Linked DNA regions of Gossypium hirsutum: regions 1 and 3 are each linked to region 2. Evidence: chromatin contacts called from public Hi-C data. All regions are on one chromosome and are shown on one strand. Each heading gives the region's core, a stretch centred on a gene start, on an enhancer-like site or on the middle of the called end of the contact. The rest is flanking DNA. Distances are from core to core; before and after follow the strand shown. Region 1 holds the start of LOC107929670 (nitrate regulatory gene2 protein). Region 2 holds the start of LOC121204493 (autophagy-related protein 3). Region 3 overlaps LOC107929673 (cationic amino acid transporter 9, chloroplastic).

The links. A called contact is a pair of places that touch in the nucleus more often than the background predicts.
Region 1: a contact with region 2 is called in a Hi-C map of leaf, with 1.8 times the contacts expected there. The contact joins the promoter of LOC107929670 here to the promoter of LOC121204493 in region 2. A contact is called at or near these places in 3 of 34 Hi-C or Micro-C datasets (hypocotyl and leaf).
Region 3: a Hi-C map of petal shows a contact between it and region 2, with 8 times the contacts expected there. The contact joins the enhancer-like site here to the promoter of LOC121204493 in region 2. A contact is called at or near these places in 18 of 34 Hi-C or Micro-C datasets (anther, callus, fibers and 4 more).

Annotation. Positions count from the first base shown.
Region 1 is chrA08:106,577,900-106,581,314 of Gossypium_hirsutum_v2.1, forward strand. It overlaps LOC107929670 (nitrate regulatory gene2 protein), which reads left to right and starts at 1,662. Exons shown (of 5, transcript XM_041074348.1): 1 at 1,662-1,904.
Region 2 is chrA08:106,184,269-106,187,689 of Gossypium_hirsutum_v2.1, forward strand. It overlaps LOC121204493 (autophagy-related protein 3), which reads right to left and starts at 1,481. Exons shown (of 10, transcript XM_041074344.1): 1 at 1,129-1,481; 2 at 855-925; 3 at 625-741; 4 at 379-542; 5 at 1-61. The coding sequence starts at 1,289.
Region 3 is chrA08:106,460,196-106,463,390 of Gossypium_hirsutum_v2.1, forward strand. LOC107929673 (cationic amino acid transporter 9, chloroplastic) reads right to left here. Exons shown (of 8, transcript XM_016861165.2): 7 at 3,097-3,186; 8 at 2,554-2,954. The coding sequence ends at 2,811. Among protein-coding and RNA genes, the nearest start is that of LOC107929673, 4.5 kb to the right of the region's middle. Within about 2 kb of position 1,711, at least 7 of the 9 cell types and tissues checked have an H3K27ac peak or open chromatin away from gene starts, as enhancers often do. A contact at or near this core is called in fibers and hypocotyl, where this site is marked.

The DNA of each region.
Region 1 (3,415 bases), core at 412-2,911, 390 kb after region 2:
AAATTGATGATTAAAATGAAAACAGCTACCAACTGTAGCTCCAAAGTTTCTTTCAAAAGATGTTCTTTCTGACAGATTAGAACTACTTTTAGAATTAGAAAGTTCAAATTTGAGTTGGATAATATCTTTATGTGTGTGCCTTTGTTGCTCTGCAAATGCCTGCTTAGTGAAAAGAAGAATTTTTGCTTCCTTTTTAAGCAGCCTTTCTTTTAAGGTTTTTGGGAAGATATAAAAGGAGATTCATTGCAATTTCTTGGTTCACAGCTTTAGCTCCTTTCTTCTACTTTTCGCTGGGAAGCTGGTCATTTCTGCGTTTCTGATATATTCTTTAAGGGGGCTCTTAAATGTGACTTATCTGGTGATCAGAATTGAGCAGCGGGAATTGTTTGATGAATTTGAGGAATGGCATATGCTGCAGGTAACGAAATCTTTCCCTGAAACAGAAAGTTCTCACCCTAGAATTTTTGGGAAAATAAGATGTGCTTTCTGTCAATGCTGACCTGACAAGTAACATGTAAAGTCCTTGGTTCTTGCAACCTGGCTGGCAGCTCAAATGGCTAAGTGGCAGTTGCATAATCTATGCTTTGCTCCTACTGATTAAAAAATTGTATGGAGTTCATTATAGTTGTCATTGGTTTTGTTTCAAGTCTTCAGGAGCACTTGTGTCGCTTATGCAATCAATATTGTCATGGTATGTCTGTCTATTTTTCTTTGTTTTGGCCTCGTATTCCTTGATTGCCGCATGGAAGCTCAGTAACACATTTGTAGGTTTATATGTACTGAGAACTATATTTGTAGGGTTATTTTCCTTGTGTGGTAGTAGCAGACCTGAAATGGTCCTTATTAGTGTTCCTAGATCAGTGGAACATGATACAGCATAAAGTATTAATTCTATCATTGCATTCACTGAAGTCAACTATTTTAGCCACTAAAAGAAACCTCTTAGTCCCTGGCATGACTTTTGCCAATGCAATCATCAAAGAGTTGGTTTAAGATCAAATTACTGCAGTGATTGAACTGCATAATTTTATTCAGTCTATCATTCTTTAATGATAACTACACATATACTGATCGAATTGGTAATAGATAATATATTATTTCATGGTTCAGGGGTTGTATGCGAAACTTGGGTTTCCTGATGACCGGCAACATGTGTCCGACACCTCTTTAGGCGATGCATCACCATGAGAAAATGAAGCTGAGCTGCTCTTCTTCTTCATCATAGCTTTGCTTACTTTGGATAAACGATGTAGTAGCAGAGACACACGTATGACATACCATGTGCCTGTTGAGCTAGGCAGGGGTTCCTGTCAGGTAAAAAAGGACCTCTCCAATCCATTCCAACTAGTAAGCCTTTAGCTCTAAAATGTCTTGAAAAGGTTCTTATGACTTGCGGTGGCTGTTTGGGTGCCTCTTTATGTGAATTTGTTTTGTTTGATTTGAGAAAATAGATCCTTTCTTTCTTTCTTTTTCTTCTGCTATGCTAGCTGTTTGCCAAAGAAAACGTGGTGGGACCTAAACAGCACCAAAAATGTCTCATACATAGCACATAAATACCCCCACGGTCTGTGGGGTCAGAAATCAGAATGAATGGTTGGTTGCTTTTGCTTCACAATTTGTTTATCTTAATATAACTCCCTTCTCTTTGATCTTTTTATACTTATATTGTAAACCACAATCCCTATTTGTCCTTTTTCCTTTCTATTTCCTGTTTTCTGCAATGAGCATGACCAAAACTCCATCTTTGGATGTTGGATTTTGAAAGTAAAACAAAGCAAGCATCTATTGTTTCAGTACCGTTGTAAGAAAAGAAAGCTTTGTGTCAAGATGGTTACGTGAGGACAGCGTTAGGGGCTTTGGAGACTTTTGGGGGGGGGGGGGGCTAGTCTGAGTTGGAATGTACGGTGAGTGTCTGAAATTACTGTGATTAAAGAATTTGAGGGGACTTTGTTTGTTAACCTTTTTCTATGTAGGAACTGTTTAATTTCACGCCTCGTTTTGACTTGAGGGCATTGAAACAATTGAAGTGTTTCTATTTGTTTGATATGCTGAATCCAGATTGATGCGGTGGCTGCCTTTAGTTGTAGTAGTGAATGATTTGTGTTTTAGAAAATTATAAGACCAAATTGTCAAAATTTACTGATTAATCGCGTTTCTATTAGCTATTTTGTCTGATGAAGCTAAAATGACTCATTTGGGTCTACTCTTAGAAACAATGTGGGTCCAAAATTATGTTAATCTAATCCGGGCATGTCCACTAAAACGATATAATAGAAAAACATTAAGATAATCAAATCTAGAAAAACGTATTCCTTTTGGGAAGATAACAAGTTCCATCTTTTTCTTTCGACTTTTAAGAACCTGCTTGGATTCTCGTTCTTGGACGCTTGCATTACAGAACCCAAAGCAGGAGCGATATAATATTTCTATACCATATGATATATGTACATCTGTGTGCAGCTTTTAGTTTACACTTGGAGAGCAAGAAGATTTGCCTCTGTTGTACTTAAAAAACAACTGTTTCAAAATTCTGGAAAATCTTTTAAAGGTACTTTTACGTTTGTTAATTAACTGCAAGTAGAAACAGATGTTTGCTGCATGTGTGTGGCTTAGCTAGTGAGGTGGGGAATTAGAATGGCTTAAGCAAGAAAGGATCTTTCACACTGTTAAAGGCTTCGTTGTTAATGGTTACATGGGCAAACTAAAAGTGTAGAATCAAAAGGTAAAATGAAGAATTAACACCAATAATAAGAAGAAAAGAAAAGACAAGAGAGGTTGGGTTGGGTCCAGTTAGAATATGGAAATAAAATAGAAAAGGATGAGGGAAAGTAAACCTCCCACTTGGTTTATTTTTGTTTTTAATGAACGTTGCTTTTCTTTAAAAGGATCCACTCATGGTCGAATTTTTATGTTACTCTTCCTTTCTATGCTTTTTAGTTGCACTGCTTTTGTGCATCTTACTAATCAGTTCAATTTTTGCCGATAAAATCTAATTTAGTTTTAATTGGAACGTAGCATACTTCACCAGTTGATGAAGATGAAAGAGATTCAATATTTTCAAAGGGAACACGAGTATTGATTCAAATCTCTATAATTACTGCATTTTACAAACAGTTACTATCAACTGCTTTTAGCTTAGTGAGCACAAAATACCCACTCATTTCATTTTTACATATTGTCCTTCTTTCCGCTAGCACAAAGAGGAAATGAATACTTAAAGCAATCATCTCTTTTTCTTCAGCATTTATAAATCTACTTTCACAAGTAATAGGATATAAAAAAGAAAAAAAAATTCAAAATCGTTTTTTCATGTAAATTTCAATTCGCTATATCTCGATACGGTTGTCATCTTTTGCTCTTTTTTCTAAAACAAAGTAACATTTGCAATTTACTAAGCTTAAATCAGGCGAGCGCC
Region 2 (3,421 bases), core at 231-2,730:
TCCGTAAAATATTGTCATTATCAGGCTCTTGAGCAACAAGATATGTCGGTTGTAAAGTAGCCTGCATTGATCAGAGACATATCAGATAAGTACACAGACATTTGAACCTCTAAAAGGGAAAGAGAAATTAGAATCTATATCCTTGAGGAGAGGTTGTTAAGCATAAACCTATATCCTTGCACCTTATCACAACATAAATCCCCCCCCCCCCCTTCAAAGGTATTAACCAAGATATGTAATATTAAGATAATGCAGGACATTGGTTGATAAGCTTAGAACTCTGATAAAAGGCTAATCTAAATCAACTGGTTACAAAAAGAAAAAGTTACTCGGCTAGTTTTTGAATCTCAGAAATCATATAAGTTTCTCAGCACTTACCGCATCAGTCTCAACAAGATTGTCAGCTTCTTCATAATCAGCCATGTCGGGTATATCTTCTTCGTCTTCACCAACCCCAAAATAAGAAGGTATTGATCTTACAGCATTCTGCCTTATTTCTAGAGTCTCCATTGAAGGCAGGTTTTCCTCCACATCACTTTTATCTGTCAGGAAGATTAGCCGTGTGAAGTCCACAAATTCATCCTAGAATCAACACAAGCACAACCTCAAGGAAGAAGATAATACCTTTGGGTTTACCATGAGTTGCCAACCAACCATCATTGTCTTCATTATCAAGAAGAACCTCTCCTCCTGCAGCTTCATATTCTTCTTCCACTGACGCAGCCCTCCTTAGGCAGGGCACTAACCACAAAATCACCAAATAAAATTACTAGTACTAATCAGATATGCAGTTCAAAGGAAAATCAATTGAAACAACAAGAAAAGAAAATTAAGTGAGATCGTGGTCAATTTACCATTTCTAGTAATCAAGTATTGCTTTTCGGTCGGTAAATAGGACTTCCTCTTGCTTGGCTCTCCAGATTCCCTAGTATTCATAACAATTCACTGAGTTAAATTGTTATACCATGAATTATGAAGCTATACGACAAATTTTCCCCAAAACTATTAATCCATTAATGTCGATGTATAATATGAAAATATAAAAGGATTCATATAATTCCAAAACTACTAAAGCAAGTTACAAACAAAGAACCAAAGATACATATGTTGATAGTATGGTGAAGATACCAAGACCAGGTAGGGCATTTGGATACGAGATTATCACCGGCCAGGATGAACTCGGAGACGCTTAAAACTCCTTTCTCTTTAAAAGCAGAGACGGTTCGAGGCCCTGTTATTCTTTCCACAGTTCCTTTGAATGCCTCATGAATCCTCTGAGAAAGTACCATATTTTTTCCGAATTTCTTGATTCAATTTAATGTACGATCAAAGGAGAGAGGATATAATCAAAACCCTAGCGATTCAATCGAAGTCGAAGGTTGAAATCCTAGAGATCCCGTACGGACGAGGTAGAGAGAGAAAGGGATCGTCGAATGCGCTTGCGTTGTGGTGTTGTGTTGCGTAGGAGAAAATAATAGCGTGTGGCGTATGAGTTCTATCATCCGTGAGCCCATTGGACATCGTAAACCCGATGGTCTGGCACGGACGGCTGTGATTGGTTAGTCGCATGTGTAGGTTACGCCCCTCAATTAATACTTGGGTAAATTTCGCATTTAATCAGCTAACTCTTGTAAGTTTTCATTTGGTCACTGAAAATAAGAAAAATTCAAATCTAGCACTGCCTTAGATGGTTGGTTCTAGCCACTCACCCTTAATTTGGCTAACGGGGATGTTTCTATACTTTAGTTTCTCAATTTTAATAAAATTTTATTTTGGTCAAAAATATTTCAATTTAGAATTAAAATATTTCATTTTGGTGAGTAATATTCTTTGCAAAAATCCAGGTTTTCTCTCATAAAAATGAAGGTAATTTCTCGCAAAAATGTAAGTTTTTCTTTTTTTACTAGACTAAACTAAACTTAAATTTAAAAATGGAAAAAGTAAAAGAAATTAAAATGAAAAAAAATTGGTTTTTCCTATAAAACCCTAAACTTTTCTCAATAAAAATCTAAATTTTAACTTTTCTCAATAAAAATCTAAATTTTCTTTTCACTACAGAAAAATTAAAATTAATTCAAAAATTAAAAAATAAAGGAAATTAAAAAGATAAAATGGTTTTTACCTATAAAAAGTCAATTTTTCTTTTTTGTAAAAATCCAAGTTTTCTCCTATGAAAACCCAATAATTCAAGAAATCGTTTTATAGATCCTTCCCACCACATTATTCATGGTCTTTTTTCAATTATTTAATGATATTTCAACACTTTTTTCATGTCATTAACACATAATTTTTATAATTTTTTTTACCCTGAACCCCAAACCCCGAACCTTGAACCTCAAACCTTGACTTTTTTACCCATATATTGTAAAAAAATAAAAATTTCGAAAATGGTATCCCAAACCCATTAATTACGGGTATGGGTTGTTTTAGGTGGTGGAGGGTGGTACAGAGGCAACCCCACCAATTTTTTCTGACACCGACAGATTTCTGTTTAATTTTTTTTAAAACAATTTTATATTAGGTGGTACCTTGTTGATTGGCGGCATCAAAAGGCATATCTTATACGGGTCATATAGGGTGTCAGTTTGGTGGTGCCATATTGGCAGGTGACACTAGTGGTGCCCAAATCAAAGGCGACACCCATTTTGAATATTGCTAGACATTAGGCAACAAAGAACACATCTCGAGCATTAACAAGAAACTTAACGAAAAAAAACTCAAACATTGAACGGATGCACGCACAAGCACACCAAAAAAGAAAACTTGTGTATGGTCTAATATGCATAAAAAGTTTTATGTTTGGTTGGTCTCTGGGATATTGTAAGTTCATTACAGCAAAGAGGAGAATCATTAAGTTTTAATGGAAAAGCAATGTATAGGCATGATGATGATTCACTTAACTAAAATCACGACAAAGGCAAGCGCACCTATCGAATAATAGTATAGCTATGGTGAGTCGGGAATATTGTATCCACGAGGACTAAAAGTACTATTACTTACTATCTTTCTATTATCTAGCCGGTAAATTGAAGAAGTTTATTTTTAATCTAAAATTATCTAAACTAATTATTAAGAATTCGACAGAGAATAAAGTAAGAAAATAATTGAATAAACCAATGAGAGAGACAATACCCAGGAAAGAATCCACCTTGACTTCACTTATTATTCTGAATATGAATTAATGATTTATTCACTTACCTTGATCTGTAGAAATCCATAAATTATATTAATATCTCTTTCGAGAGTAAAAATAACTGACTCTAGGTTGATTAATTGAAATCTCCTTCTAATTAAAACTCTTATTGTCGCATTAACTCGATCTATGGATTCCCCTATTAGATTTGACTCTAATCCGGTAGATTTATGTCGTCCTATTTCTAGGATTGCATGCAACTCCACTCAATTATGCCAGATATACTTT
Region 3 (3,195 bases), core at 461-2,960, 280 kb after region 2:
ATTTCTGGAAGAAGAAGCTGGAAGGATCCTCCGTATCCCTCTGACGAGAGGGCCTCACGATGATTTCATGGTGTGGAGCGGTGAGCCTTCGAGAGAGTTTTCAGTTCAGAGTGCCTACAAACTATTACAGATTTCAAATCCTAGAGCTTACACTTTACAATCCATCTACAGGGATCTTTACAAAAAAATATGGCTTCTAAATCTGCCTACAAAAATAAAAATTACAATCTGGAAACTCTCATGGAATTGCGTGCCACACGAGTCAACATGCAGCACAGGAAGCTAGTCAATAACTCAAATTGTCCCTGTTGTGGTGTAGGAGCCGAAACTATGGATCATCTTTTTTGCGAATGCCCTATTTCAGTATCAGTATGGAGTGCATTAGCAATCCCAAATCTTCTACAGAATACTAATCTAGATTTCATAAAATGGCTCACCTAGATCTTTGCCCAGTACTCTCCCTCTCAATGCAGACTAATTGGTTGTGTGTTATGAGCCATCTGGGGTGACAGAAACACTTGAATCTATGATAAAGTCAGTAGAAATGGTCAGGAGATAGCAATTTTTGTCAAAAACTATATTAAAGAACAATATGGTGTCGAATCAAGAAAGTCAAAAACTTGGAGGATGTTGGAAAATGGAAAAACCCACCCGGACAGGGAGTGAAAATAAACTTTGATGGAGCATATGATGCGAGACACTTCCAATCGGCTTCAGGGATAGTGGTTAGAAACAGAGAAGGGGTTGTTCTCTTCTCTTGCTTAGAAATTCATCAAGAAGTTCCCTCCGCCTTCGCAGCAGAAGCGGTCACTTGCCGAAAAGCAATCCAGATAGGAATAGAAATGAAATGGTCAGAAATCATCGTTGAAGGAGATTCGTTATCGGTAATAAAAAAATGTAAGGCGAAAAGGCAAGACAAGTCGCAGATCGAAGCATATATTTACGATATTCATCAGGTAGCATCTAGATCTAAGTATTTCAGATTTGAACATACTCTAAGATCAGTAAATGTTTTAGCCTACATACTAGCAATAGAAACGTTAAAGACGAAGGAAGAGATATACCTGGTTGAATGAGTTCCTCGATATGCAGAATAGCAAAAAGTAATTAACAGTGAGCGAGAACCAGACTGAAGATGAAAGAAGATGAAAAGAAAGAAGGGGAAAATGTTTCAAAATGGAGTGTTTTTTCGGTGATTAAAACTCCCCTCATAAATGAAAATGCCTTGAAGAACGGAATGACAGAAAGATAGAGTGATAGGCGTCAGGATTTTCTGATTGGGAAAATCTTCGGTTATAATTATTTTAGTCTAGATTTTTCTTATCTTTTAGATTCAATTTTTCTGATATAGGCCTTTTTAACTTGGGCCTATTTCATGCTCTTGTTTATTTTATTTTTGGACTGATTGTTCTTTTTTTTATTTGAGTTTATAAAAGCCCCATCTGAAGTTTTAATTTCAAAAAAGAAAAAAAATAGAAATTCCAGGTCCAAGAGGTTATCTTTCGAACACACACCTCAAACGTTGAAAGGAGCAACGCACATTCTGGCAACAAAAGCGTGAAGATATAACGTTCTGATCTACTAGATGGAAGAGGTGCCTCCAGAAGTGGAACCTCTCATTACGAATGATAGAAAGGGTATATTGAAGTAGTAATTGGATCTCTATAGAAGACATGTCACGATAGAGGCAAGTAAGAGCGATGAGCTCTTGCAAAAGAGAAATGCAGTTCGAGTTAAACGATGGCGGAGACATAACTCGAGACAAATGTTCTGAGGGGTGAAACTATCTGACAAAGAGGACAGAGAGACTAGTTAAAAATCAACTGAGGCATTGAAACAATTTTGAGACAAGTCAACCCGATGTCATTTTGAAGACGTGACAAGGGCGTTGCGAGAATGGATGGAGGAGAATGTCATGAGTCACAAATCAAAGCTCGTGACAAATGCACATAAAACCTCACATAGAGGTCGACTACTTAAGTGTGACTTATTTAATTCACTTGAACTAACTCGATTCATGAAACATATGAAAAAACCCATCTACTTGATTGCTTGATGAATTGGTGAATCACTCCAATAAAATTAGAATTAACGAGATAATTATTGTAAATTCTAATAAATAAAAATGTATAGAGTTTAAATCCATTAGACTCTCAATTTGTAGATAGACACTAATTTTAGTTATCGATGTAATCCGATATTTACTATTAGATCTTAAAGAACTCAACTATAAATAAAATCTTCCTCTTTCATTAGTAATAATCCTATTATTTTTATTTAGAGTTATAAAATACATTAGAGAATATTTATTCAAACACTTGGTGTGCTATAATTTTCTCATGGCATTTCTATTTGATTCAAATCCCTTTGTCTTTCTGAATTACTTTCACTTTATTTGGATGTCATAGAGAATTTTACTTTTGAATTTTCATTTTCAAGAGGTAGGCGAACTTAAGTGGATTTGAAGCAACCACGTAGCTTACGAAACTAAAATTCTAGCCATGTGACATAAATGTATGCATTGTAGAACAGTCAAACACCACAAGAAGTCAATGATCCACAAATTAATCTGTATCTTAACAGTTGTAAAAACGACAGCTCGAGGAGAACCTACCTAGTTGGTAAGAAATTAAATGTACTGTAGAGAAGACCGTGTAAATACACTTTGTTTATTAGTCAGCAGAGATGCCAACATTTTCTAATAGAAATCTACATCTATGATCACTAATAATTTTATAAGCTGATTGTGCAATAATAGGATGATAGACTACAAGTCCCACCAATAACTATTGGTGACTGTACATTAATGCTCAGTGTCTATCTTCTTCAGGCGCCATATGGTAAATAATTGTCTCATCTAAACGGGGATTAGCATGATACTGTCCATAAAATGCATAAATACCTACAGATACTATGCTGAGGATGATGAATCTGATCCACGCTTCATAGTGCAACTGTGCCAAAAAAAATAGGGTAATTAACACCAGCCGGCTTTGGTCTATAAATTCTTCGAATTTTAACTCCTTTATGAATTGGTTACACAAATTCAATGCACTAATTCAAAAGGATTGTAGTGAGGGCATTTTGCAGGCATACCTGAGCAAACAGGTATATGTTGAAAAAGATGCAAACAGATGGCACAATCGGAACCCATGGACAAGAAAACCCTGGAGGATCTGAATAAGCCTGAGAAGA